Linked DNA regions of Mus musculus: region 2 is linked to region 1. The links are chromatin contacts, called in public ChIA-PET maps. All regions are on one chromosome and are shown on one strand. The core of a region is the stretch at or near the end of the contact, and the rest is flanking DNA. Distances in the headings are between cores, read along the strand shown.

The links. ChIA-PET counts read pairs in DNA pulled down with a chosen protein or histone mark.
Region 2: an RNA polymerase II ChIA-PET map of effector CD8 T cells shows a contact between it and region 1, with 46 read pairs. The contact joins the promoter of Mcur1 here to the enhancer-like site in region 1. A contact is called at or near these places in 3 of 39 promoter capture datasets (liver and macrophages), 1 of 15 datasets of contacts at CTCF or cohesin (large pre-B cells), 6 of 484 Hi-C or Micro-C datasets (CD4 T cells, CD8 T cells, bone marrow-derived macrophages and 3 more), 6 of 115 datasets of contacts at active chromatin or transcription factors (CD8 T cells, the HPC-7 cell line, bone marrow-derived macrophages and 3 more) and 3 of 9 other capture datasets (adipose tissue, liver and pancreatic islet).

Annotation. Positions count from the first base shown.
Region 1 is chr13:43,448,485-43,456,062 of GRCm38.p6, forward strand. The region is part of intron 2 of Ranbp9 (RAN binding protein 9); the gene reads right to left. Among named protein-coding and RNA genes, the nearest start is that of Gm26064, 26 kb to the left of the region's middle. Within about 2 kb of position 4,902, at least 56 of the 459 cell types and tissues checked have an H3K27ac peak or open chromatin away from gene starts, as enhancers often do. A contact at or near this core is called in CD8 T cells, the HPC-7 cell line, effector CD8 T cells and 2 more, where this site is marked.
Region 2 is chr13:43,556,637-43,564,214 of GRCm38.p6, forward strand. Mcur1 (mitochondrial calcium uniporter regulator 1) reads right to left here and starts at 3,555. Exons shown (of 9, transcript NM_001081059.3): 1 at 3,133-3,555. The coding sequence starts at 3,490.

The sequences.
Region 1 (7,578 bases), core at 3,652-6,151:
ACTAGCATCTAATCTATGTTAAGATGATTTTTTTTTTCCTGCTTGCCTTTGGTTTTGTTGAGACAGGGCTACATGATGTAATGCAGGCTAGCCTCAATCTCCTTATATGGCTGACCCTCCTGCATCTACTTCCTAAATACCGTGATTGTAGGTATGCATCAACATGCTCAGAAACATGGTAAATTCATCTCTGACAGAAGGAAGAAGTTAGTTCAACAGGGGGAAAACAATCTCTTAGCACGCAGATAAAAAATTTCAAAAGTAGGAAAATAAACAAGGAAGCTAAGACTATAAAAACAAACTATGAAGTCAGTCCTCAGGACTTGGTCTTAGGCAGTGACCTCTTAGATCTCATATCCAAAGCAGAAGCAAGAAAAGAAAAACAAACAAACAAACAAACAAACAAAAAGCCCATAGACTTCCTAAGAATACATTTTTGTGTATGCTATTAACCTAACTCCTATGAGACCTTATATTAAAGATATACTTACCTGGGTTTCTTTTTTTGTTTTTGTTTGTTTGTTTGTTGTTTTGGGGTTTTGTTTTTGTTTTTTTGAAACAGGGTTTCTCTGTGTGGCCCTGGCTGTGCTGGAACTCATTCTGTAGACCAGGCTGGCCTCAAACTCAGAAATCCACCTGCCTCTGCCTCCCAAGTGCTGGGATTAAAGGCATGCACCACCACTGCCTGGCATACCTGGGTTTCTAACACTCAGAAATTTATACCTGTATTCCAACAAGAAATCACATAAAAGGCAAGAGAGCAAACAGTCTGAAAAGCAAAGCTATGATAGAATCTGACATCTCAAACTGGGGATTCACAACAACTGGTCAATGTGCTATGGATTATAAGGAGGAACTGAACTCAACATGAGACATTAAATATCCCCAAATAGACAAAATTGGTAGAGAGTCGAACCAAAGAAAGAATTGGTGAGCACAAAGATCCCAAACTGAAATGCCATGGGAAGACTTATTAGAAAATAAAAATAAGCCAGGTGGTGATGGTGTACACCTTTAATCCCAAAACTTGGGAGGCAGAGGCAAAGGCAGGCGGATTTCTGAGTTCCAGGCTAGCCTGGTCTACAGTACCAGGACAGCCAGGGCTACACAGAGAAACCCTATCTCGAAAAAAGAAAACAAAAACCAAAAAATAAATAAATAAATAAAAATAAAAGTAGACACAAATACAAAAGCTAGTGTACAATGTCCAAGCAGTACAGACAGGGGCTGCCACAGGGTAATCCATTCATTGCAACCTCCTCAGGTATGGCTAGGATCTTAAATAATTTCAGAGTGAGTCAGTATGAAGCCAAGTTATTAGGAGATGAAGAGCAAGAGACAATGTACTTTTAGATTAAAGCAGGGACTTGAGAGAGTTGCCTAACTAAATAGAGCTACTTACAGGACTTGGTAGCTTTTCAAAAGTTAACCCTGCTTAAAAGCTGTGATTTCCAACAGGTAATAAGGACACATGCTCCACTATGTTCACAGCAGCCTTATTTATAATAGCCAGAAGCTGGAAAGAACTCAGATGTCCCTTAACAGAGGAAAGGATACAAAACAAAAATGTTGTACATTTACACAATGGAGTAATACTCAACTATAAAAAACAATGAATTTATGAAATTCTTAGGCAAATGGGTGGATCTGGAGGATATCATCCTGAGTGAGGTAATCCAAACACAAAACACACATGATATGCACTCACTGATAAGTGGATATTAGCCCAGAAGCTCAGAATATCCAAGATACAATTCACTAAATAAACAAACAAACAAACAAACAAATAAGCAAGCTGGGATTTGCAACTAAGTTCAAAGTTTAAAAAGAATGAACTGGTACTTCTTTCTCGCTGAATCAAGCGTCCTGAGAAACATGGCCACAACAACACAGCAAACACATCATTTGTAAAAAAAGCACACAGGTGGAGAAACATTTGTTTGTGACAAGAAGAACAGACACAGATGTAACAGGTGTGGGGGTTTGAAGAGATCATCTCCTTGGTCCTGGGCATTTGATTTGGTGGCACTGTCTAAGAGAGGCTTAGGAGGAAGTATGCCACTAGAAAGAGCCTTTGAGAGTTTTTAAAACTCACATCATTTCTAGTTTGTTCTCTCTGCTTTATGCTTGTGGTGCAAGGTGTTAAGCCCTCAGCTTCCCGCTTTTAACTGCGGAAGCATTTCTCCGGCCATTTTTTGGTTTTGTTTGTTTTTTGAGTCAGGGTCTCCCTAGGCAGCCCCACGTAGGCCTGGGACTTACTACAATAGGCAAGGCTGGTGGAGATTCTCTTGCAGAGTGCCAGGAGTTAAAGGAGTGGGCCACCACCCCTGGCATATTAGACAGACAGACAGACAGAAGATGGCAACATGTTCATGCGGTTGGAGTACAACCTGTGGGAGTTGGCTCTCCCTCTACCAAGTAGGGCCCAGAGATTCAACTCAGGTCAACAAACTTGGCAGCAAGCTCCTTTAGCCCCTGAGCCATCTCACCATCTCATCAGCAGCTCAACTCTTTACCAACTCGGGATTCTTTACTAATGTTTTCTACCCAGCCACAAGCACTAATCCTCATTGTACAACATGTCTACCAACCACCAAATCATCCATTAAAAGTACAAAGGTCAATGACAAAGGTTACTCTCACCTGAGGCCAGCAGAAGCAAACAGCCAATACTCAACATAGAAATAAGCATACTGTCTTTGTGAAAAAGAATGAAAGGGGGCTGGGAGCGGTGGAGGGAGGGAAGGGAGATAGAAAAAGAAAGGAAGGGAAAAGAAAAGAAAGTAGGTAGGTCAATCAGTCGGTCAGTCACTTCATGTAATGAATATAATAAAATGTAAGCTGGGTATCATAATGATTTCATACAATGTTAAAAAGTTTCTCTTTTGTGATCCAAATACACCTTAAACCCCATTTCTCAGTGCTGTTAAAATCAGTTTGAATAAAGGAAAACAGGATTAAAAAACAAAAACAAAACACAAAATGGCAGCACAGATTGAACTGAACTGTAGGGGTTTTCAAATGTATTTAAGTTGGACACACAGTATGAAGTCTTGGGTTCAATCACATTATTGCTACAGTAACAAGTATTTATGCTATTATCTGTCTCACAAAATATTGATTTCCATCTTTGAATTAAGAATATTGATACCTGGGAGGAGAGGATATATGGGGCTTTGGGGATAGCATTTGAAATGTACATGAAGAAAATATCTAATAAAAAATGCCTTAAAATATTGATACCTTATAACTTTTAAAAAAACCAACAATTGTTATATATAAAATTACTGCTACAACAAGAATTGATTGAGATCCCAGGTGTACTGAAACTAAGCAACTTTAGAACAGTGAAGGAATACACTGGTTGTGTATCTCGGGTCACTTTTCACACAGTAATTAAGTGCCTTGTTAAAGAACTTATCTTTTCTCTTACATCTTCCCCTCTCTCTCCATGTGGTCATGGCTGGACCCACTTCTCTATTCTCTCCCTTTCTCTGCCTCTACTACTCTCTTAACTCCCCTCCCCATGCCCTAAATAAACTCTATTCTATACTAAAAAACAAAACAAAACAAAACAAAACAAAACAAAACAAACTCATCTGGTTCTCCAACAAAAATGCAGCTTCCACCCTCCTTAATGCTTTCAAAATGCAAGTAAGCAAAAGCGACCTAGAGATTCCCAACCGGATGTCAAACACCATCTGTCACAGAAATAGACAAGTTCACCTTAAAACTGATTTGGAAACACAAAAGGCCTCAGACAGCCAAAACAATCCTCAGAAAACAAAACAAAACAAAAAAAACAATGCTAGAAGTATCAATATCCCCGATTTCCTGTAGTTATACTACAGGTACTGTAACAGAAACAGTTTGGCACTAGCACAAAAGCAGCCAGGTAAATCAGTGCGATGTAAACCTATACAGCTATTGTCCTCTGACTTCTAACAGGATGCCAAAAGTTTCACTTTTTTAACTCCCAAAAATTTAAAGGAAAAAAAACCCAGCCTCTTCAACAAACAGAACCAGGAAAATTTAATGTCTACACAAAGAAAGATGAAACTATGTCTCCCCATGCACAAAATCAAGTCCAAATGGATCATGACCTTAGCTTAAGACGTGAGACTCTAGAACTGGCAGAGGCAAGGGCTGCTGGAACAGAACTCTACACACTCACTACTGTACAACGGTAAAACACTGTAGAATGAGAAGAAAATTTCATGGCAAAGGAACTCGTTAATCAAATGAAGGGAGAAGCTACAGAAGGAATGAAAATCTTTACTAGCTACAAACTAGCAGGACAGATAAATACCTGGAATACACACAGAACTTTTAAAAATTTAACAAAAACAAACAAGACAACTCAATCAAAGCATGGCTATAGAACTGATAAAATTCTTAAAAGAAGAAGAGCTCTAACCATCTGGGAAGCTCAACTACAATGAGGCTCGTCTCACCCCAGTCCAAATGGCTATTATCCAGAGAACAAATGCTAGCATGGCGACTGGGAAGGGAACACTTATTCACTACTGATGACAGTGTAAACTGGTGCAGTCACCATGGAATCACTGTGGAGCACACTCAGAAAAGCTAGAAGTACAACACAGCATAAGCCCAAAGGACGCCCAACACACCAGAGACTCCTGCACATCCATGCTTGCTGCTGTTCTGTTCACAATAGCCAGGAAACAGAATCAGCCTAAACGTCCCTCAAGAGAACAGATTTATGTAAATATATGGTAAAATACACAATAGAACTTAATGAAAACAAGAAAAATGGACGCATGTTGTCTTTCATATGCAGACTCTATCTTTTAATTTTTCTGTATGTGCATTTGTGTAGAAGCCAGGAAACCAGAAAGGGGCCCATGTGAGACATAAAAAGAAACTTCACAGGAGAGCAGGAAGGGTGGTAGAGCACAGAAGATACGAAAGTAAAAAGGAAACTCCCAGGAACGGGAGGCTGTGGGGGCTGGGGCAGGAAGCTGTAAAAAGGGGACATCAATCAAAAACCAAGTAGGTATGAATAATGGATAAGGAAACCTAATCTTTTGTGAGCTAATTAAATACAACTCTTTGAGTTTTGGTTTTGTGGAGTCTTTTGGTTTTATTTTGTTTTTGTTTTGTTTAACAGGATTTCACTATATAACCCTGGCTGGCCTAGGACTGGCTACATGGACCAGGATGGCCTTGAACTAAGTCACGAGGATCTGCCTGCCTCTGCCTTGCAAGTGCTGGGGTAAGTGTACACCACCTCATCTGGCCCTACATAGAAAAGCAGAGCTAGTGAGATGGCTCCGAGTAGGGGTTCTCGTTACATACATACATACATACATACATACATATAAATGTAATTTTTTAAAAGATAAAGATAGTTCATGGTGAAAAGGGCTCAATGATCAATTAAAAATGTAGACTGGCAAGATAGCTAAGTGGGTAAATCACCTGCTGAAACCCTGACCATCTACATTCAATCTCTAGGTCCCATGTGGTACTAGACTGAAGTCCCTCAAGTTCTCCTCTGGCCTCCATACACAGGATATGGCACAAATGCACACATGCACACTCTCACGCACACACAGACTAAATTGCAGAAATTCTATTATTTTGAAATTTTTCATATTTGATCATACACATTCCTGTCCCCCAACTCATCCCAGAACCTTCCCCGCACCCACCCAGACCATGGAGTTGTTTCTGTGTTGTGCATCTACTCCTGAGGACACAGCCTGCCTTGGAGTGCAACTTGACAGACTTAGTGTTCCCAGCAAGTATCAAGTGCACAGCTTCTCGGTCAGGAGTGGGGTGGTGTGTCCACATCTACCTCTCCATGTTAGAATCCTGTCTGGCACAAACCTCTGCAGGTCTTGGGCACACTGTCAGTCTCTGTGAGGTTGTATATGCAATAAAAATTCTTTTTCTTAACCCAGGCAAGGGAGTGCCCACAGCCCACAGCTTACAACTCACTCAGTCACAGTCTCCGGTGCTTACAGGTCTAGCCGTGGACAAAAGAAAAGAGTGCCCTGTCCAGGTTGTCTCAGGTGATGTGTTTGCCCAGTACACTTTGTATTTCTGTCTACTGCAGATGCAAAGTACACACACACACACACACACACACACACACACACACGAATCCTCTCAGGAAGCTTTGCTTCTCTCTTCAGTTGTCTTTCACTGTAATGTATAACCCTGGCATCTTAGCAAATCCACCACAACCCACACAGGCTGCTTTTTTTTTTTTTTTTTGGTTTTTCGAGTCAGGGTTTCTCTGTGTAGCCCTGGCTGTCCTCGAACTCGGAAATCTGCCTGCCTCTGAGAGTGCACCACCACGCCAGGCTCAGGCTGCTCTGGCTGGGTAAGAAAGGAGTAGATCTGTGAGATGATAGACTCAGCCAAACGAGAGATTTATACATTGTTATTTTCGTAAGGCTGCTCTTCTTTTTTTTTTTTTTTTAAAGATTTATTTATTTATTATATGTAAGTACACTGTGACACTCCAGAAGAGGGAGTCAGATCTCGTTACCGATGGTTGTGAGCCACCATTGTGGTTGCTGGGATTTGAACTCCAGACCTTTGGAAGAGCAGTCGGGTGCTCTTACCCACTGAGCCATCTCACCAGCCCCCAAGGCTGCTCTTCTTAAACCTTACGAAAAATAACAATGTATAAATCTCTCGTTTGGCTGAGTCTATCATCTCACAGATCTACTCCTTCTGTACCCAGCCAGAACTCAAACAATCCATTTGCACAGACCATCACCATTCATCTCCACTGAGACTGTCCTTCCGGTTTACCTTAATTTCGTTCTGTATAGAGACCCAATCCAGCCTTCTTATCAACCTAGTACACACAAGCACCGAGTATATGTAAACTGCTGACACAACAAATGAATGGCTTCATATTTACTTATTCTTTTGGAGGCAGGGCCTCACTCACTATGTAGTTCTGGCTGACCAGGAACTCACTATGGAGAGGAGCTCTAGCCTTGAACTCGATCCTTCAGCCTCCGACGATCTTCAAGGCAAAGGTTGTCACCACCACACACAGTCCAAGTTTATGAGCACCTTGCTGAGCACCAGACAGCCGTCACCAACAGAAGCAAACGTCCTGAGCTGCCATGAACCAGGTGCTCTACTGCATGCTTTAAATGCATTAGTTATGTTAGACCCATGAGGCCAGAAGTTCTGTTTCCTTTTCAGCACTCAGACTGAAACAGTTTACTGAAAAAGTACAAAATCCAGGGGGTGAAGAGATGGCTCAGTGGTTAAGAGCCCTAACTGCCCTTCCCAAAGTCCTGAAATCAGACCACATGATGGCTCACAACCATCTGTAATAGGATCTGATGCCCTTTTCTGGTGTGTCTGAAGACAACTATACCATTCTTATTAAATAAATAAATCATTTTTCAAAAGGGAACAAAATCACAGAATCAGTGAACAGCAGAGGCAAGACTTACCTGTTCACTATGCTTTTCAAGAAAAGCAATGCAGCTCGTAAACCAGGGGCTTACCTTAAAAATCGGCGCACACCTTTAATCCCAGCACTCGGGAGGCAGAGGCAGGTGGATTTCTGAGTTCGAGGCT
Region 2 (7,578 bases), core at 2,305-4,804, 110 kb after region 1:
GCCGCTCTGTAAGGTTACCGGAAGACTGTCTAGGGTGGGGGATGAGGCTTAGTCAATAGAGTGCTTGCCTAGTGCACACGAGCCCCTGGATCCGATGCTCAGCCCCATATAGAACCAAGGGTGGTGGTGCATATTTGAAATCCCAGCATAAAGGAAAAAGCAGGAAGTTCAGGAGTTGGAGGTCATCCCTGGCTACATTGGGAGTTTGAGGCCAGCCTGATCTATATCATGAAGAGTCCCCCACACCCATCCCCAAGGCCCATCTAACCGATTCAACAAGTGTTGCATAAATGAAAGCGCTCCTCAAGGGGCCCTCCTAGGTGGCCGCAATCATCTTAGCTCTCAGCTGGACGATCCCCCTGGCCAAGTGCTAGAAAACATGAGTCTAGGACTGTGGTTCGCGACCTTCGTAATGCTGTGACTCCTTCATACAGTTCCTCATGTTGTGGTGACCCCCTCACTATAAAGTGATTTCACTGCTACTTGATAACTGTAATTTTGCTACTGTTATGAATCATAATGTAAACAGCTGCTATGCAGGACATCTGATATGTGACCCCTGTCAATTGTCCACCAGAAGGGTTATGAGGTGGAGAAACGCCTACCGTGAATGGCAGGATCACTGCAGCCTGCATTTCCTTGTTTCTAATGAGACAGCAACTTCTGGGACTTATAACACTAACGTCATCCCCACTCTACTGTATCTACACAGCAGAACAAAAACAAGCTGTCATGGTTTGAATATGCTTGGTCCAGGGAGTGGCACTATTAGAAGGTGTGGGCCTGTTGGAGTGGGTGTGGACTTGTTGGAGTAGGTGTGTCACTGTGGGTATGGGCTTTAAGACCCTCATCCTAGCTGTCTGGAAGCAAGTCTTCTGCTAGCAGCCTTCAGATGAAGATGTAGAACTCTCAGCTCCTCCTGCACCATGTCTGCCTGGATGCTGCCACATTCCCACCTTGATGATACTGGACTGAACCTCTGAACCTGTAAGCCAGCCCTTATAAATGTTGCCCTTGTAAGAGTTGCCTTGCTCATGATGTCTGTTCACTAAGACTAAGACACAATCATAACAAGGGATGGAGAGAAGCCCCAGCAATTAACGGCACCGGCTGCTCTTTCGATTCCCAGCACCCACACGGTCATTCACACGTGTACATATGTACCGTATGCGTGCCTGCCTGTAGACACCCCAGATTAATGTCTGGCATCTTTCCCGATCAATCTGTACCATATTCACTCAGGTAACATCTCTCGATTGAACCCAGAGCTCGTGGATACTGCTAGAGATCACCCACAACTGTACCTTCTGAGTGCTGGGATGACAGTCAGGTCACTGCGAAGCCTAGTATTTATGTGGGCTCTGGGGACCTCAACTCTGGTCCTCCTGCTCTAGTATTTTATTTACTGAGTTGGGTCCCCGGACCCACACACCACCACTGCTAGCAGTGGTTGGCACGTTTACGGTTTTTTTCTTTTCCTTTTTCCAGAAACAACCAGAAATAGCAAGCTTATTTCAAGAAAGTTGGCTTCTAAAAAGTAAGGAAAAGGGCTGGCTACTTGCCAATGGGAGTTCAACCCGAGAGGAAAGGGAATGCCACCTTGCCCTGTCACATTGAGGACCCAGTAGTTCTGAATTCCCAGGAATCACAACAGGAAGACATTAACTTGAGGAGTGTTAGAATGTAAGGAGTAATTCTCCTTTTTGGAGACCTTCCTTCGCCATAGCCAAAGGGTATTAAAATCCATAATTGTAAAAGAAGTCCAAAGATACCCTTGAATAGGCTAGAAACCAACTGCAAAATTTCAAGGCACACCATCCTGAGGTAGATCTGTCCCACTGTGGACCTCAGGCACAAAGCCAAACTAACAACCCCGGGGCCAAGAATAAAGGAGCAAAGTGCTGATGGCTTTAAAAGGGGGCACGAAAGTTTCCTAGTGTTTCTGCTGTGTCCCTTAAGATGTACGGAGCCTAACACTAAAACGGCACGATCTTGCTAACACAACGAGAAAGAACCTCCTTCTTTGCTCCCAAACCATAAATTATGAGCAAACACATTGGCAGGCAACAACAGCTTGTGAAAACTACAGCAAGCAGGGGTGTGGTAGCCCAGTCTTTAGTCCCAGTACTTAGGTGGCACGAGGGATCTCTGTGAGTTCGAGGCCAGCTCGGGCTACACAGTTCTCACCTGGTCTCAAGGCAGAACCAATGAAAAGAGCACACAGGATGGCAAGTTATGGGAAAAAGAAACCAGACAGATCTCCAACTCCCAATCCTACAAAACTCGGGCATAAAGCTCACTGCTCATTTTCCTATCTGCATATAAAGCGTCCTTCATTTTTCAGAACTATTAGGAGTTTCTCCTCTAGCCATATGTATTCTTAAATTTTAGATGCAGGTAATTCTCATAGAAAAAAAAATACAGACAACCAAAGCATGGGTGCATATGGCCACTAATGGCCAGAAACAGGTTACTCAAGAAGTAATTAAGCCACGTTTGCTGATTGGCCTGTGCGATAAGATTTTATCTACTATTTACTGTGAGCACATTCCAGCTAGTTTACTTTCTTATGCAGTTCAGCGGTGTCCCTCGCCTCCTTCAATTACCCAAATGACACATCAAAGCTCTGGTCACTCAATTTAAACGCACAGAGTTCTTCAAGTCTAAACATAAAGCCTCTATTTTTCTTTATACTATCTGTCAAATTAGTACAGTAAAATTAGCATGGATAAGTGTGTGTAGTCATATAGAAAAACACCTGCTGCATATCTTGCTTGAAGTAAGCTCCGGAAAGAAAAGATTTTGTTGAACAAATTACCCGAAACAGCTAGTAAAGTGCCAGGCAGAGAATGGGCGACAGCGGGCCATGAATGAATCAATAGTTTGGAATCAAAACGAAATGTCATCTCTTCATTCAGGGATCTGCGCCCCTCGGTCCTGAATGCACCGGCTTCTAGCACTTTTTCCACTTTTCCCTGGCTCCAACAGGTGTGCAAGGGCAGCCCCGAGTACGCGTGTCATCCGGAGCCAGGACACCGGGGCTCTGGGCTGCGAACCCTCGCCCTGGCGGCGTGGCTACAGCCCGGTCACCTGTGTGACCCGCTGTCCCTCCCTCCCTCCGTCCTTTCTCACCTCTCCGGCTGCTCGCAAGCGCGGCCACACGCCGGGCGCCCAGCCGCAGACGGCCCAGCGCGTTCCTGCCGGCGCCGAGCGCGGCCGCGGGGAGAACGAGCCCCGGGCGCGAGCGCTCAGCCAGCGTCCTACGCGGGGCGGTGGCAGTGGCGGTGGCGGCCAGGCGCGGGGAGGGCACGAGCAGGAGGAACAACAGCGGAGACGCGCGGGCCGCCCGTCCGCGAGGCCTCAGCCAGCTTCGTCCACCGGGCAGCGTGGAGACGCCCGGGCGCGCCGGAACTCCGCAGCCGGAGGACGGGAGCCGCTGGCGACTCGGTGTGCGCCTCGGCCGCTCGGCCGCCACGGAGCCGCTGTCCATCCCCGAGCGGGTCACAGGCCCGAGCGCGCACGCAGGTCGCTCCCGCGCGGCCCCGACTCCGAGTCGCCTCGGGAGCGAGCGTGGGCCGCCGCGCAGACCTGCCCTTTCCGCCGTCGCCACGCCTCCTCCCCATCGCCGCGGGCCTCGTCCCCGCCCTCCCTGGCCTCGCCCCTAGTCTGGTCGCCCCAGCCAGGCTCCTCCAGGCTTGCCCTCTGCCGGGTCCGCCTTTACATCCCCACGCCCCTGTTCCCTGCCTGTGGCCTGCCCTAACCTCGTCTCCCAGACAGGAACTAGGGTGAGCCTTAGCCATTTTCCGCTGCAGAATCACGTTGCTCTTTCGGCTCCTACGATTTACAGTTTCATTTCGCAGTTGCCCTTAAGAATGTTAATGGCTCCTTTGCCCTTCGCAGACCTTTGAGAAGTTCTTGACCAAGCTCGACTGGCTTAGATTTTTATTAACTAGCCGGGATCTCAAGTTCCCTAGGGTTGTATTTTAGGGACTTATTTACCGGGCATAGGGAACTATGCTTTCAGAGTCCATACACTCACAGCTAAATTTCCAGTTTTGATTTTGCTTTTCGTTTTTGAGACAAAGTTTCACTATGTAGCCTCCACTGTCCTGGAACTCTCTATGTAGACCAAGCAGACCTTGCCCGCTGACTGACGCGATTAAAGGCATGGACCACCACTTGGGACTACAGTTTTTGTTTTGGGTTAGAGCACATTAAAAGGTCCTAGTGTGGAAACGTAAAACGTAGTAGGGATATGAATGTTAAACTAGACTATGGCATAATAAGATATTTGAGACAGGCAGTGTTTTAGTTCCGAACTTTTTGAAAGACTGCTGCACTTTGCAGTTACCGGTCCTTTGTGTTATTTTGAGAAAGTTTGTTGGATGGATGAATAACAAGTACAAGGGACTATGCTGGGACAGAGAGAGGGAGGGGAAGGAAGGGGAGGGGAGGGGAGGGGAGGGGAGGAGAGGGGAGGAGAAAGAGAGAGAGAGGGAGGAGGACAGAGGAGAAAATGAAAGGACAAGACTGCCCCTCAGTATGTTGGTGGAGAGAGTCGCCAGAAAAGGGAAAGCATAGCCAGAGGCAAGAGACATCTGGGAAAGTCCAGAGGGTTGAACATGACCTTGAGCCTGGTCACGTGGGAGAAGTAGGAGGAGAGAGAGGCGAGCCAGGAGTTTAAAGGGTAGAGAAAAGGGGTTAGGTCACTAAAATGGTTGGATTATATGAAGAAGGGCATCTAAGAGAAGGGCAGCCCAGTCCCTGGACTGGAGACGTTAGGGTAGAGGGCAGACTAGGGCAAGGATCGGGTTAAGTAGTAAGCACTGACAGATGCTAAGAGAACCAGGGGCCAGGCCCGCTTTGAGGTGTTAAACAAGCACCTTAGTTAGCCCTTTGTCCTGGGTTTAAGACCTAACAGTTGTGTTCCTGAAGTGACCAGTACTTAGCGTTCCTCCTCCTCCTCCTCCTCCTCCTCCTCCTCCTCCTCCTCCTCCTCTTTTTTTAGCTAAGGGCTAAAAAATGTAGACAAACTGATGTGGAAAGTGCTGGGACCCATAATAAAAGAGCAGAGCTCTGGGCAGAGGAGTGTGTAAACAGATGCGGAAGACAGGTGCAGGTGACTACAACATGCAAATAATTTAAAAATTAGGTACAAGTCCGACACTTAAAAGGTTAAAATATCAGTTTGTAAAGTGGCAGGTAACACAAAATATTCACCTACAGCCTTTCCTGTTGATGAATGTTGCTCAACACCCAGCTCGGAAAATGTAATCGAAGGAAATAATCCAGAAACACTAGAAACCTATTCGTTTAGACCATAAGGAGTTTTTATTTTTATAGGTCAAAAGTGTTGAACATTTGGTAATTTCCTATAGGTTGGTCTAATACATGCACAAAGGAAAGACTAGATGTGGTGGAGCAGTCCCAGCTTGCTGGAGTGGAGGCAGAAGGATCAGGAGTTCACGTGCATTCTTGACTGCATAGCAAGTTCAAGGCCAGTGTAGAATACAAAAGATAGAGTCTGTGTGTGTACTCCCGTGTGCATGTGTGCTGGAGTGTGTAAATTATGTGCCATTATTTGTGACTGGAAAAGTGAACAGATAAAATGCACCCTGTTAGAGGCATGGTCACAGGACAGTGGCATAAACATGAGTCTTTAAAGTTGACATATAATTTGCAAACATTAAAGCCCACACATTTTATATGCTTAATAATTGTAGGTAACAATAGCATATACCACCCAAAGAATGCTGGGCCATTTTCCTTTCTCTGGAATATTCCTTTGTGCTCCTTTTCAGTTTCCGAAATCACCAACCCAACAAGAGGTACCCGGCTTGGATTTCAATCCCACGGACTGGTTTCCTTTGGGTCTTGGACTTCATACAAGTGGAATCCTGCATAAAACCCTGACGAGGGTCTGATGCCTTCCGTGAAAGTCATCTCTGCTGCATCAAGGGCTATGTTCATTATTAAATACTACCTCACTGTAAGACTAACAGTGACCACGCAGTTATCCATTCTCCTAGTGGCCGACACGTGGTCTATTTCTACCCTGAGTAAATCACTGTGTGGACATATGTCTTAACCTGTCTTATGGAAAATATCTAAGACTCAAACTGCTAAACCACATGATGATTGTAATTGAAACTTGTAGATAGCGATGAATTGTTTTTTCAAACGGATGCCATCCTTTTATACTCCCACCAGCAATGTGTGGGATTTCCAGGACTTCTCATCCTTGGCAGGTTGAGGATTTCTGCCCCTTTTTGGAAGTGTAACACTGCCTGCTGGAGTTTTCAGAGCAACTACCTAAAGGGGAGAGCCCCATGTGACGCTGACGTTTTCACGTTTGGGGAACATCAACTCTAAGTAGATTTTGAGGAGCTAAATATGTCTACTGTAGTCCCTACAGCACCCTGTTATAAGATACAGTCAAAATATACAAAATGTAATATTAAAAAAATGTTCAAATCACCAAAAAGGGAGACTGAAAGGGACAACAACAACAAAAAACCCACAGAGGAAAAAAAAAATGGCAGGCCTACATCCAAACATGCCAATAATTACATTAAATATATAAATGTTCACAGTGAGAAGTTGACAAACTTTAAAAAAAATCCATATACCAAATATTTTGGCTTTCTGGGCCACATGCAATCCATGTAAGATATTTTCTATTTCAGAAACAGGCCAGTGTTTTGGATTTTACCAGAGAGCTATAATTTGTCAACCTCCACTTTCAACACACCAATTAGAAGAGATGGTGGGCATGAACTTAAAACAAATCTCTCAAAAAGTTAATAAATAAACGAATATTAATTAAATTAAAAATAGACAAATATAAAATTTAAATGGACCACAAAAAATTAAAGAAGAATGAACCATGACTTAAGAAACACTTCAAGAAATGTGTGTGAATACAATGTAGCTGGGTTCAAATTAACCAAGGGCAAGGCATTCTCTCCTCTTCCTGGACAGACAGTGTTGCGTGCTGACAAAGTACCCACACAAGCCCCTGGATTCCGTGACTAACCTGTATCACAATGTTAAAGACAATGAATAGGATAATAAGAAACAGAACACATTTGGTCCTCTGCAGGGATGGGATGTGGGTGTGGGTAATAATGTTTTCCAAAATATATATTTTAATAGTATGTTAATAAAAATAGTCTTTGTGTTTATATCTATTCCATAAATTCATTTTTTCTCTTATTTCAGCAAATCACTATGTTATAGTGTGAAATTTTTTTTTACATAATTTATTTTCTTAAACTAGGGAAAACTACTTAAACTCCTTAAAATTATGGAATAAAAAATTGAACACAATTTGAATGACTTACATCAAAAATATTAAGTATAAAAATACTTAAATTTATAGTTTTAATAACTTACATAAATTTCCATTAAAACTATGAAACATTTTATTAAAGGACCAAATAACTGCAATTATCAAAATTATTCCAAGCTGGTATTTCTATTTAATATTTTAAAAATTTCATGCAACCTTTGGGCAGTGGTCATGCCTTTGATCCTAGCCCTCTGGAGGCAGAGGCAGGTGGACTTCTGAGTTCAAGG